4 separate regions of the Mus musculus genome follow, and all the other regions are linked to region 2. A link is a contact called in public HiChIP or PLAC-seq and promoter capture Hi-C data. All regions are on one chromosome and are shown on one strand. Each heading gives the region's core, a stretch centred on a gene start, on an enhancer-like site or on the middle of the called end of the contact. The rest is flanking DNA. Distances are from core to core; before and after follow the strand shown.

Region 1 (2,700 bases), core at 190-2,689, 1.3 Mb after region 2:
AAGGAAGGCGCTCCAGGGAGTTTGGCTACGGCAGAGGTTTTAGGTGACTGGGGGATGGTCAATACACCATGTAAGCTTCAAGTCAGGCTCATCCTAGGCTGGGAAGGAAGGGGACTGAGGAGTGGTCATTTTCAGGGTCTCCATGTCCTCCGCTATACACATCTTGGTATCTTTCACAGCTAAAGAAGCTGAAGCCCAGGGAGACACAGCCCATGGAGATCACACAGTAATTGGGGCTGAGATTTCAAAGCAAAAGCTCACTTCCTCTAAGGTTTGTGGGTGTTGAGTTGGGGATAGATGTGGTTAGGTCGTAAAAGCCTCATGGGCCATTTGAAAGAGCCTAGACGTCAGACAGGGTCATCAACAGGAACCAGCTCGAATGGCTTTAAGTAGGGGAGTGAAGTTTTCAGATTTTTAAAACTTTTGGCAGAGCCTGGTGTTCATGTATCCCAGACTGGCCTCAAACTCAACTATGGTGAGTTTCTGACCCTCCCTCCCCACCTCTCCGGTGCTAGGATTAAAGGCACCTACCACCACACCTGTTTTATGGCTATCAGGGCTTGGTGCATATTCTAGGAACTGAGCCAGATCCCCAGTTACCTCAAATGATATTCTAAAGAAATGACTCTGGCTGTTGCGTGCAGTGATGTGTGGGTGGCTGCAGGTGGCACATGGGTAATGCCAGGCAGTAGTGCTGGTGCAAAGAGCCCAAGTAGAGAAACCAGGCCAGAGGTGTCTAAGGGAGAGATACATGGTGGCTCTGGAGACTTTGGAAGCTGACACTTCTCGTTAGATTAGGAACAGGGTTGGAGGTGGGCATAGACCTCATAGCAGTGGAACACAGATGGCTTAGGTGGGAGGCAGATGCGATAATGGACAGGCACGGATTGGTTTGGGGGATAGGATCAGGTCTGGGTGCTAATTTGAGGCTAGGGGTGCAGAGGACACTGAGGGGAAATGCTTTGGTTAGGGAGCTGAGGAAGATGGAAGGACTTCTAGAAGCTGCCAGAGTAGTGAACAGAGGGGTAGAGGTGGTTGGGGGGTGGAAGTAGCCTAAGAGTAGAGATGGCCAGAGGGCAGGCAGCAGGGTGGATGGTGTGGCAGAGGGTGGCCCAAGGGCAGATGGCCAGAGAAAGCAGAAAGGTAACCCCAGAGCAGAAATGGTCAGAGAGCAGAGAGCTAGCCCAGGGCAGCAGTCCTGACTGCAGAAGTAGTCCCGAGCGCAGGCGGCCCAGAGTTCACGCACCATGAGAGAGGAGTCATCGCTGCTCATGGCTGCAGCCCGGCTCAGGTGATGACCGGCTGAGCGGGATTCCCAGCTCTGGCCGCCCAATTCGCAGCCCAGCTCACGGCCGGAAGTCTAAGGCGCGCGCGTCCTTGGCAACCTGGCTGCTGGCCTGTTGCTAAGAACTGTGACATCCGGGAGGGCGTGGCCTGGCCCCACGTGACTAGGCCACGCAGCAGCGGGAGAGGGCGGCCATGGGGCTAGGGGCAAGCAGCGAGCAGCCGGCGGGCGGCGAGGGCTTCCATCTGCACGGGGTGAGCCGGGGTGGTGGAAGATCACCAGGGAGGGTTGCACAGCCCCGAGGCCTGCAGTGACCTCCCTGCATGCCTTGCGAGGCCCAGCGCGTCCAAGATCCGAGGCCCCTTCTCTAAGGAGCATTGCAAGGGGCTGGGAGAGCTCGTGGGCTTTGGGAAAGCTGCTGAAGAGGGGGTGAAGTGGCCAGAATGACTGGAGCCAGGGTGGGCATTGGGACCCCAGAGTGAAACATCCCGAGACCTAGATGGGGCCCTACGTGTCACTTGCAGGGAGGTACGAGCGAACAGGCTGCTGGGAAGTATAGTCTGGTTGATAAAGAACGCCGTATGGAGTTGGGGATAGAAAGATCTTTGAACTCAGCTCCCCTGTTTTGCCCCTTTGAAAAGCAGGTAGATGCAGAGCTGTGTGGAGGCGGGCAGGTTTGTCAGGTTGTCTGGCTGTTGGGTCAGCCTGCCTGCCTTCATTCCTTCAGACAGGATCTTGGTACTTAGTTCAAGCTGTTGTTAAACTCTCAGCTGCTCTTTCTCGGTTCCTCTTAAATCTTATCTATCTATCTATCTATCTATCTATCTATCTATCTATCTATCTATCTATTTATTTTGTGGGTGTCTCATTATGTATCCCCGACTGGCCTGGAACTTGCTATGTAGGCTAGACTGGGCTGGAACCTACAGAAATCCATCTGCGTGCGCCTGCCTCCTGAGCCATTATGCCTCTCTGGTCTATGTCAAAGGAAGTCTGGAGTCAGGGCTAGGGAAGCGGTTTCTAGCTGGAGAGCCACATTGGCTTTACAGATCAAAGTGACAAGATTTGTGCTTGGGGGTTGGCAGACATTGGGATGCATCCAACCGGGGGTGTTTTAAAACAGGTTCACGGGAAGTCAGGAGTTTGGGATCTTTGCACAAGGGCTGAGGGAAGTGAGGTGGTGGGGGTGGTGGACGGAGTGAAGGCAAGGGGGGCTGGTTAAAGGGGGACAGGTTGATCAGGTCAGAGGATGAGGACCCGTTACAGAGATGTGTTTTTGGTGTGTGTGTTGTTTTTGTTTGTGCACACGAGTGTGCAAACCAGAGGTTTTAGATCCCTTTAAGTTGGAGTTATAGGCATTTGGGAGCTGTCACACTTGCATGCTGGGGACTCAACCCAGGTCGTCTGATAGAATA
Region 2 (2,700 bases), core at 60-2,559:
TGTAAGCCTAACAAATTCATTGGTTCCCTCGCATGAGCTGTGGTGGAATTATACCTTGGTTTATCCTTAGAAACTTGGGGTCCGCCGGGCAGTGGTGGCGCACGCCTTTAATCCCAGCACTTGGGAGGCAGAGGCAGGCGGATTTCTGAGTTCGAGGCCAGGCTGGTCTACAAAGTGAGTTCCAGGACAGCCATGGCTACACAGAGAAACGCTGTCTCGAAAAAACAAAACAAAACAAGAAACGTAGGGTCCTATCTCCCCACCGCCACACCCCACCTAGAAAAGGAACTTTAGCCCCATCTCTAGCCCGATTCTGGTCAACTGAGTTGGGCTTTCTTCCTTCCATAGATACTGTCAGCCTGCTCTCACATCAGAATGGAAGTTGGAGGACTCCAGTTGGAGGCCAACCTGGGCTACAGCGTGAAACCCTGTTTAAGAAGGAAACACAGCAAAACAGCTAAAGCTGTGACGCTCTGGGACCAGGCAGACGTGAAAGACTTTAAGTCCCACCCACCAAGATGTGCGGCGCAGGCAGCTTGAAGGCTGGGACCACGCGATTATGCTGCCTTCCCGGTGGGATCTGATCACCACTGCACGCTCTGACTAGAGAGGCCGATCCGTCCTAACCTCGGTCCGCTGAGCCTGCAGTGACCAACGGGCTCCAGACCGAGAAGTTTCCTGAGGAGGCTCAGAGGCATCGGCGCGCAGATGGGGAGGGGACTGGCTCTAGCCACGCCAATCTCCGGCCACTTCCGGTCCATGCCTCCTAATCTCAGCCAATCAGCGCCCTGCATCGCCGGCGTCCTATTGCTGTCATGGAGACGAGGGGGCGTGTAAACGCCAAGCAGGGCCTGCAGTGGGGCTGTGTGAGTCTCGCCATCTCTCCCACCTCTTTCTAGAAAGGATGCACTGGCTTTAGAGTGCCCAAGGCCACTTAGGTGTACTCAAAGATTCTCATTTCCGGCCCCAGCCCACAGCGCCGGAAGCGCTCAACCAGGCAGCATCCGGGTCTTTTCCGGCCGTCCTTGTGTTGCCATGGAGATGGGATGGCGGCTTTCAAATACCGAGGGATGCTCGCCGGGCAAACCTGAGAACTGCCCACGATTCCGGTCTCTTTCCAGTTTCCAGTGTCCCCTTAGGCCAGCGAGATCATGTTCGAAGTGGCGTGGGGTCCTTAGTGTCGCTGGATGGGCGCGCAAACTCGCTCACTTCCGGGTTCTTCTGGGTAGCGATCAGCCAATCAAAGTCCCGCTCTTTTTCCCCCCCGCGTCTCGCAGGTTGTCATGGTGACGCAGAGGGCTCACCCACGCGTCCAGGGGAGTTGGCCAGGTCTTCGGGTGCCTCGGTTTCCTCTGTCCAAGCTGTGGCCTCGCCGTGGCAAGGCAGAGCGCGTGCAACTCGGGTCCCCCACCATCGTGCAGGTGGGTGGGCAGCTGCGGCTCCATTCCTGGTTACATCTCTGACCCGCTTCATCCTCCTCAGAGGCGCGACCACTTCCCCCAGGACAGCAACTTATCTAAAGTCTTATTTAAAAAAAAAAAAAAAAAAGTTTATTTACGTGCGTGTGCACATGTTGAGTGTTTGCGGAAGCCAGAAGATGGTGTTGGATTTCCTCGAGCTGGAGTTACAGGTAGTTGTGAGCCACCCGGAGTGGGTGCTGGGAACAGAACTCAGATCCTCTGCAAGAGCAGTATGTATTCTTAATGGCTGAGCCATCTCTCTGTCCACTGATAGTTTTGACAAGGTTTCTTGCACATGTGAGAGAGTGTGCGCGCATGCATGTGAGTGTACTGGTGGATGCTCCTGTGTGTGCAGGCAGAGAAGGGTGTTGAGTGTCTTCCTCTGGCCTGTCTGCCTTTTGCCTAGAGACAAGGTCTTTTTCCCCTGCCCGAGGCTGGTTGTTGAGACTAGACTAGCCTGCCAGTGAGCTCCTGGGGTTCTCCCGTGTAGGCCCTTCAAAGCTGGGATTACTGGGTTTCTATGTGTGTGTTGAGTATTTGAACTCAAGTCCTCAGGCTTGCAGAGTAAACACTTAACCAGGTGAACCGTCTTCTCAGCCCCATGTTCTTTTGTAACAATGACATCTTAAGCTATCATACAGTTTCAGGGCTTCACTACGACATTTTCCTATATGTCTGTCTTTGTGTTTTCCTTATGTCTGCCCCTCACTATCTTCCTCTGCTCTTCTTACCCCCTCCTGCTTGTCCTCTTTCTCATCCTCTCATAGTTGTCTTGTGGCTTCACAGGACCTACTTTTATGTCTTGATTTTGCATGAGAGGAAACATGGTGTTGTGTCGTTACTGCCTCCCGTGACCCTTTGTTCCTGCCTCTCCTCCCTTTAGGCTCATTTTTCTTCCCTGTAGTCCTCTGTTTACTCCCGTTCCTCATATATGATATATGTTTAAATCTAGGTTATATACTATTTTGTATATTCCCACTCAATTTTGCCAGAGAGAGATAATGTAGTGTTTGTCTGCCTGGCTCTGGCTTACCTCATAGCATCACCGCAATGACTTTGACTCAATTCATCTTCCTGAAAATGATGTAATTCCACTCTTCCTGACAGCTGAGTGGCGCTCTGAGAGATGCCAAGTATCCCTGTGTATGCTGCCTGAGCTGCCTTTGGATGTTCATGTGCATGTATGTGCATGTGTGTGTGTGTGTGTGTGTGTGTGTGTGTGTGTCTGTGAACACAGGAG
Region 3 (2,700 bases), core at 139-2,638, 1.2 Mb after region 2:
CAGTCGGTGCTCTTATAGCCCTGGCTGTCCCAGAACTCACTTTGTAGAACAGGCTGGCCACCTCCCTCTGCCTCCCAAGTGCTGGGATTAAAGATGTGTGCCACCACCACCCAGCGAGCTTAGTTTTCTTATAGTGATGGAGACGAAGGTGCTTTCCTGAAAGGCCACACCTCCAACTTCAAGTTTCGATTTATTTTAGTAGCATACCTTATTATACACGACTTAAAGAAAGCTGAATATTCCAATTTTTTAAGTGTGAGAATAGATCAAAACAACCAGTAAGGGCTAGAGACTAGTCCAAAGTGTATTCTTCCAGAGGGACCATAAGGTTCCCAGCACCCATACAGAAAGGGGTGCTCACAGCTCCAGCTCCAGGAGATACCAACGTTCTCTTTTGGCCTTCTTCGGCATCTGCACTCTTGTGCACCTACCCCCAACACACATAGATAAAAATAAACACTAAAAGCACAATGAGCAAATCGTACTACGCAAAACACGATGGGAGTAAGCAGCATTTCAACAGCCAAATAGTACCACAATTTCTACCACCCCACAGCAAAAAGAAAAACAACAAAATGTCTACGTCCAACACACATCAAAAAGGGAAAGATGGCGGGCCAGAGAGAAAAAAAGTATGCAGTTTTGAAAGACATGGTCCTGGGAGCCACAGCGGTTATCTTTTAAAGACTTCCAAAAAGCTCCAGACATAGGGGAGCACACTCCTTTAGCACTTCGGAGCCAGCCTGGTTTAAATAGCGAGTTTCAGCCCTATCTGAAACACAGTGAGGCCCCGACTCAAAAAAACAAGAATTTTTAAAAGATATTCATCCCCCAAAGCCATGCATCCTCGCCCCACTGAGGCACATCCCAGCCCGGGCCCGCCCTGCACAGCCCCACCTCCGTTTATGGTTGGCAGCAAGAGACTCCGCCCCGCCCCGCCCCCGTCTCCACCAATGGCAGCCCGGCAGCGCAGCCAACCCGACGGAAGGGCGTGGCCTTGGTGAACCCCGAAAGCTAAGGCAGAAGCCTGCAGGGAAGCCGGTCAGGGAAGGTGTCCTGCGGCGGGCGGCTCGAGGTGCCCCGAGGCGCTCTCATCAGTTGCCGTTAGAATATTCTAGAACTAGAATGTTCTCGAAGCACTGTCCCCTGCCCCACAATGCCGCTCCCGTCCCGGTCCCCCTGCTCCCACGAACTCACCATGAGCGTCTCCACCGTGTCCTCTACATCCTGCGACTGCAGCAGCGCCGAGCGTGCCTTCTCGATCACTGGGGACGCGAGCCCGGCCCCGGCGACTGAGAGGCTCCGGGGCTCCGCGCTCACGCCCATCCCTCCCCGCCTGCCCGCCCGGCCTCAGGTCTCATTACCCGAGACAAGCGGCTCGATGTTTCCGGGGGAGGGGAAAGCAGAAGGAAAAAGGTGAGATCCCGCTTCCGGTGACATAGCGTATCCGGCGACGAGATCTCATCGCCACCTGGTGGCTGCACTTAAAACTGCAGGGTCCGTGATTCTCAGTTGCAGAGCCTTCTGCTCGGCGCTTTTTTTTTTTTAAATATTTTTCTTATTAAATATATTTATTTATTTATTTATTCTTAAAGCGCTTTTTGAAATGGGTGACTGGCTGAGTTTTAATTGTATTTAATTTATTTAAGAGCTGAAGGACCGCCGGGCAGTAGAGGCACACGCCTTTAATCCCAGCACTTGGGAGGCAGAGGCGGGCAGATTTCTGAGTTCAAGGCCAGCCTGGTCTACAGAGTTCCACGACAGCCAGGGCTATACAAAGAAACCCTGTCTCAAAAAGAAAAAGAAAAAGGAAAGGAAAGAAAAGAAAAGAAAAAGAACTGAAGCAGGATGAATGCCTTCTCTTTAGACACAAATTTTTAAAAATACAATTCACATTTCTTCTTTTTTGTTTTCTTTATTTTTATTTTTTCAAGACAGGGTTTCTCTGTATAGCCCTGGCTACCTGGAACTCACTAGCTACCCCTGTGTCTCTCTGTGTGGAGACCAGGCTGACCTTGAACTCGTAGAGCTCCACCTGCCTCTTTAATCCCAAGTGCTGGGATTAAAGGCGTGTATACCATGCCTGACTTATTTTTAGTTGTATGTGTGGGTATGTACGTGTGAATGTAGCTTCTTGCAGAGGCCAGAAGCTCACAGGCAGTCCTGAGCTGCCCTGTCTGGGTGCTGGAAACCAACCTCAGGTCCTCTACAAGTGCTCTAACCCAGGCTCTCAAGCCTTGTCTTTATGCTTTTTATATGTTTATTTTGTTCTGTTGTTTAGTTTTTCAAGACAAGGTTTTTCTTTTTTCTTGAGACAGGGTTTCTTTATATAGCCCTGGCTGTCCTGGAACTCACTCTGTAGACCAGGCTGGCCTTGAACTCAGAAATCCACCTACCTCTGCCTCCCAAATGCTAGGATTAAAGGTGTTTGTAGACGCCCGACTCGACAGCAAGAAGGACGCCACAACAGGATTCTTCTGCACACGTTTATTGGGAGAGCTTGATAGTGAAAGCAAAAGCGAAAGACCCCGAGCCCAAAAAACCAGTGCTGCTTATATAGGCCTAGGACAGGCATGTCTACACCCAATTGGTTATGCTTTCAGTACCTCATTTACATGCCTCGGGGCCAGGTCGTGACTCAGCAAAAAAACTCTACTGAACATGCACACATTGGTTGTTTACCCATATTCATGGGCGTCA
Region 4 (2,700 bases), core at 20-2,519, 1.1 Mb after region 2:
CCACCACACCCAGCAACAAGTAGTTTAAAGTGGGTGTCCCAGACAGGCTTGCTAGCCTCATAGCCTTGTGAATGGACACTGTGGGAAGGTAAGGCATACGCATGTGGCAGTGACCACTACCAAACTCCAGTCATAGAGGCAAGCTCTACTGGTGTTAGCGAAAATCCTGCCATAAATTCAATGTAGCACACTTCCGACACTCAGAAGTTCACTGGCCAAGACTGGCCTCCACTCTGAGCTTTAATAGTGTGCAGGGTCAGTCAGTCCTCCATGACCTCTGGCCCCTTCCCACACATCCTCTTAGTTACATCACAAGCCAGAGTAGCACTCCAACACCAACCATTCAGTTACCAGGCACTATACCCATTAGAGCACCATAGTCAGGAACTGACTATCACAGGTGGCAACTGACCGTCACTTTTCCTTTTGTAGATGTACTGCTCCATCTGAAAGTCAAGGTTGGTGCCACCTAAGTGGGTTCCCGCAGCAAGGAATTTGAGGACATCCTCCTCCTTCATCTGCAGGACGTCAAGGGCTCCGGACATTGTGTAAGTTTCCCTTTAAGTTACGATGGGAATCTAAAAAAGGAATAAAATTCATCTTTTTTCTTCTGACACTAGAACTCACAAGATTGCCCTGCCTCCTGAGAGGGGGACTAAAGGCGTATGCCACTAGGCGCAGCACATCATCTGAGCTGAAATGGGTTGTGTTCTTATTCCTCCTTGCCTTTCGATTTTTCTGGCCACCTAGTCACTAAGGAAAGTGACTTTGTCAGCAGAGCACATATAGAAAAACTGGACAGTTGAAGTTAGCGCCTCCGCAGGCACACTGACTACAGGATAGCTACTTAAGTATAGCTGCTTCTTTGCACCGAGAGTTGCGCAAAGGCGGCCATGATCGGGGTGCTTCGGGAGTTGTATTTCGAGACTGGCCGGCAGTTCCCGTCCCATCTCCATGCGCCTCACAAGCACTTTTCCCAGCATCTTGCCGACAGGGCCCTCGAGCGTGGCGCGAACCGCAGAAGGGCCCCGCAGTGGCGCCCGCCCCACCTAACTGCGGGCCAGCACGTGGCGCTGCCGCCAGGAGCCAAGCCGCCCCGGCACACGCAGCCTCGGCGCCCTCCGCGCCCACCCATGGCGCGGGAAGCTAGTAAGCGCGCGTCCCGCGGCGTCCGGAGACGCCGAGGGCTCCACGTGAGACTCACCAAGAACAACGCCGTATGGACCCGTCCCCGGGTAGCGCGAAAGGACGGGCGGCCGGAAATGACGTCCTTAAATAACCCACAGCCAGCCAATGGCAAAGCAGGCTAAGCAAAAAGGGAGAACTTCCGCTCCGGAAAAAGCCTCTGGCGCACGCGCAGATTCAGTGAGTGGGCCCGCTGTAGCGCGCGCGGAGCGGAAGTTAAAGTGGCCCGCGCCTGCGCGGCTGCAGTCGCTGCACAGACCCCAGGCCGGAAGTAGCTGGGGCGAGGGGGGGGAGTGGGGGGGGGGGAGCGAGCGTGGAAAGTCCGTAGCTTTTGGTCCGCTGAGTGACGAATAGGCTTCAAGCTGGGCCACCTATGTCAGGATTAACTCCAGGAGCACACACCCGCCTGCCCCTCTGGTACTGGCTCCTTCCTACATTTGAGAACTACAAAATAGTAGTTACCCAGTAAGATATTACAAAAGTGTTGAAGGGAGCAGGGAGAAATTTGGATGCGTCATCTATTTACAAAGCGTTTATTACTGTATTCCATGTCTCAAGTAATCTAGAGATGACTTGGAGTCTGTGGGAGGGTTGTGGTTATTAGAAAATACCAGACTATTTTTGTTTTGTTTTGTTTTTCGAGACAGGGTTTCTCTGTACAGCCCTGGCTGTCCCGGAACTCACTTTATTGACCAGGCTGGCCTCGAACTCAGAAATCCGCCCGCCTCTGCCTCCGGAGTGCCGGGGCTAAATAAAGGCGTGTGCCACCACGCCCAGCTCAGACCATTTTATATTAGGGACTTGAGCATCTATGGGTTTGGCATCCATAGGTGGTTCTGGAACAAATCCCACAGATACTGAAGGATAACCATATATGCATACAACAAAAATAATAGATCAAAAACCCAGAGGAGTGTGGGTGCAGCTCCGTGGTAGAGTACTAACATCGAAAGGCTCTGGGTTTCTTCAGTTCTTGCTGGGGCAAGAGGACCATGAATTTGAAGCTATAGTCATACTCTGTCTCAAAAATAAATATAAAACGGTAAAACTAAAAAGAACAAAGCATTTAACTTGCCACATCGTGAATGTGTATCAAGATATCTTGTTAAGTAAAACAGAATATTCTAAAATCTATTAAGTGGTATGTTCAGGTCAGGTAGTGGTGGCCTATGCCTGTAATCCTAGCCAGCACTCAGGAGACAGAGGCAAGCAGATCTCTACGAGTTGAAAGCTAGTCTAATCTACAAAAATGAGTTCCAGGACAGCCAAAGCTACACAGAGAAACCCTGTCTTTAAAAAAAAGAAAAAATAGAGTGGCCTAGCTCCCTGCGGCTGTCCTTGGTCACGCTTGGTACCAGGCTGAAGCAGTCAAGATGACCTTATTTCAGCTTAGAAGTGAGCACTGGGTTCATATACTTGTCCCTGTAGGATTTGTCTTTGGGTATTATCTAGACAGAAAGGATGGTGAAAAGCTAACTGCTGCTGGGCCGTGGTATTGCACGCCTTTAATCCTAG

What was found. Promoter capture Hi-C pulls out the DNA fragments that hold promoters and counts their contacts. HiChIP or PLAC-seq counts read pairs in DNA pulled down with a chosen protein or histone mark.
Region 1: a promoter capture Hi-C map of pre-B cells shows a contact between it and region 2. The contact joins the promoter of Gorasp1 here to the promoter of Ulk4 in region 2. A contact is called at or near these places in 3 of 39 promoter capture datasets (the HPC-7 cell line, cranial neural crest and pre-B cells).
Region 3: a contact with region 2 is called in an H3K27ac HiChIP or PLAC-seq map of large pre-B cells, with 4 times the contacts expected there. The contact joins the promoter of Slc25a38 here to the promoter of Ulk4 in region 2. A contact is called at or near these places in 3 of 39 promoter capture datasets (cranial neural crest, liver and pre-B cells), 1 of 484 Hi-C or Micro-C datasets (erythroblasts) and 1 of 115 datasets of contacts at active chromatin or transcription factors (large pre-B cells).
Region 4: an H3K27ac HiChIP or PLAC-seq map of microglia shows a contact between it and region 2, with 6 times the contacts expected there. The contact joins the promoter of Rpsa here to the promoter of Ulk4 in region 2. A contact is called at or near these places in 5 of 39 promoter capture datasets (frontonasal cranial neural crest, liver, maxillary cranial neural crest and 2 more), 3 of 484 Hi-C or Micro-C datasets (B cells, CD4 T cells and erythroblasts), 2 of 115 datasets of contacts at active chromatin or transcription factors (large pre-B cells and microglia) and 1 of 9 other capture datasets (liver).

What each region holds. Positions count from the first base shown.
Region 1 is chr9:119,936,297-119,938,996 of GRCm38.p6, reverse strand. It overlaps Gorasp1 (golgi reassembly stacking protein 1), which reads left to right and starts at 1,439. Exons shown (of 9, transcript NM_028976.2): 1 at 1,439-1,539. The coding sequence starts at 1,480. Ttc21a (tetratricopeptide repeat domain 21A) reads right to left here and starts at 1,391. Exons shown (of 29, transcript NM_028735.3): 1 at 1,247-1,391. The coding sequence starts at 1,273.
Region 2 is chr9:121,275,781-121,278,480 of GRCm38.p6, reverse strand. Ulk4 (unc-51-like kinase 4) reads left to right here and starts at 1,309. Exons shown (of 37, transcript NM_177589.3): 1 at 1,309-1,421. Gm34655 (a long non-coding RNA gene) reads right to left here and starts at 734. Exons shown (of 2, transcript XR_003948091.1): 1 at 515-734.
Region 3 is chr9:120,109,070-120,111,769 of GRCm38.p6, reverse strand. It overlaps Slc25a38 (solute carrier family 25, member 38), which reads right to left and starts at 1,388. Exons shown (of 7, transcript NM_144793.2): 1 at 1,198-1,388. The coding sequence starts at 1,326.
Region 4 is chr9:120,126,335-120,129,034 of GRCm38.p6, reverse strand. It overlaps Rpsa (ribosomal protein SA), which reads right to left and starts at 1,269. Exons shown (of 7, transcript NM_011029.4): 1 at 1,205-1,269; 2 at 413-578. The coding sequence starts at 545. LOC115485682 (a small nucleolar RNA gene) reads right to left here and starts at 255; the gene lies at 100-255.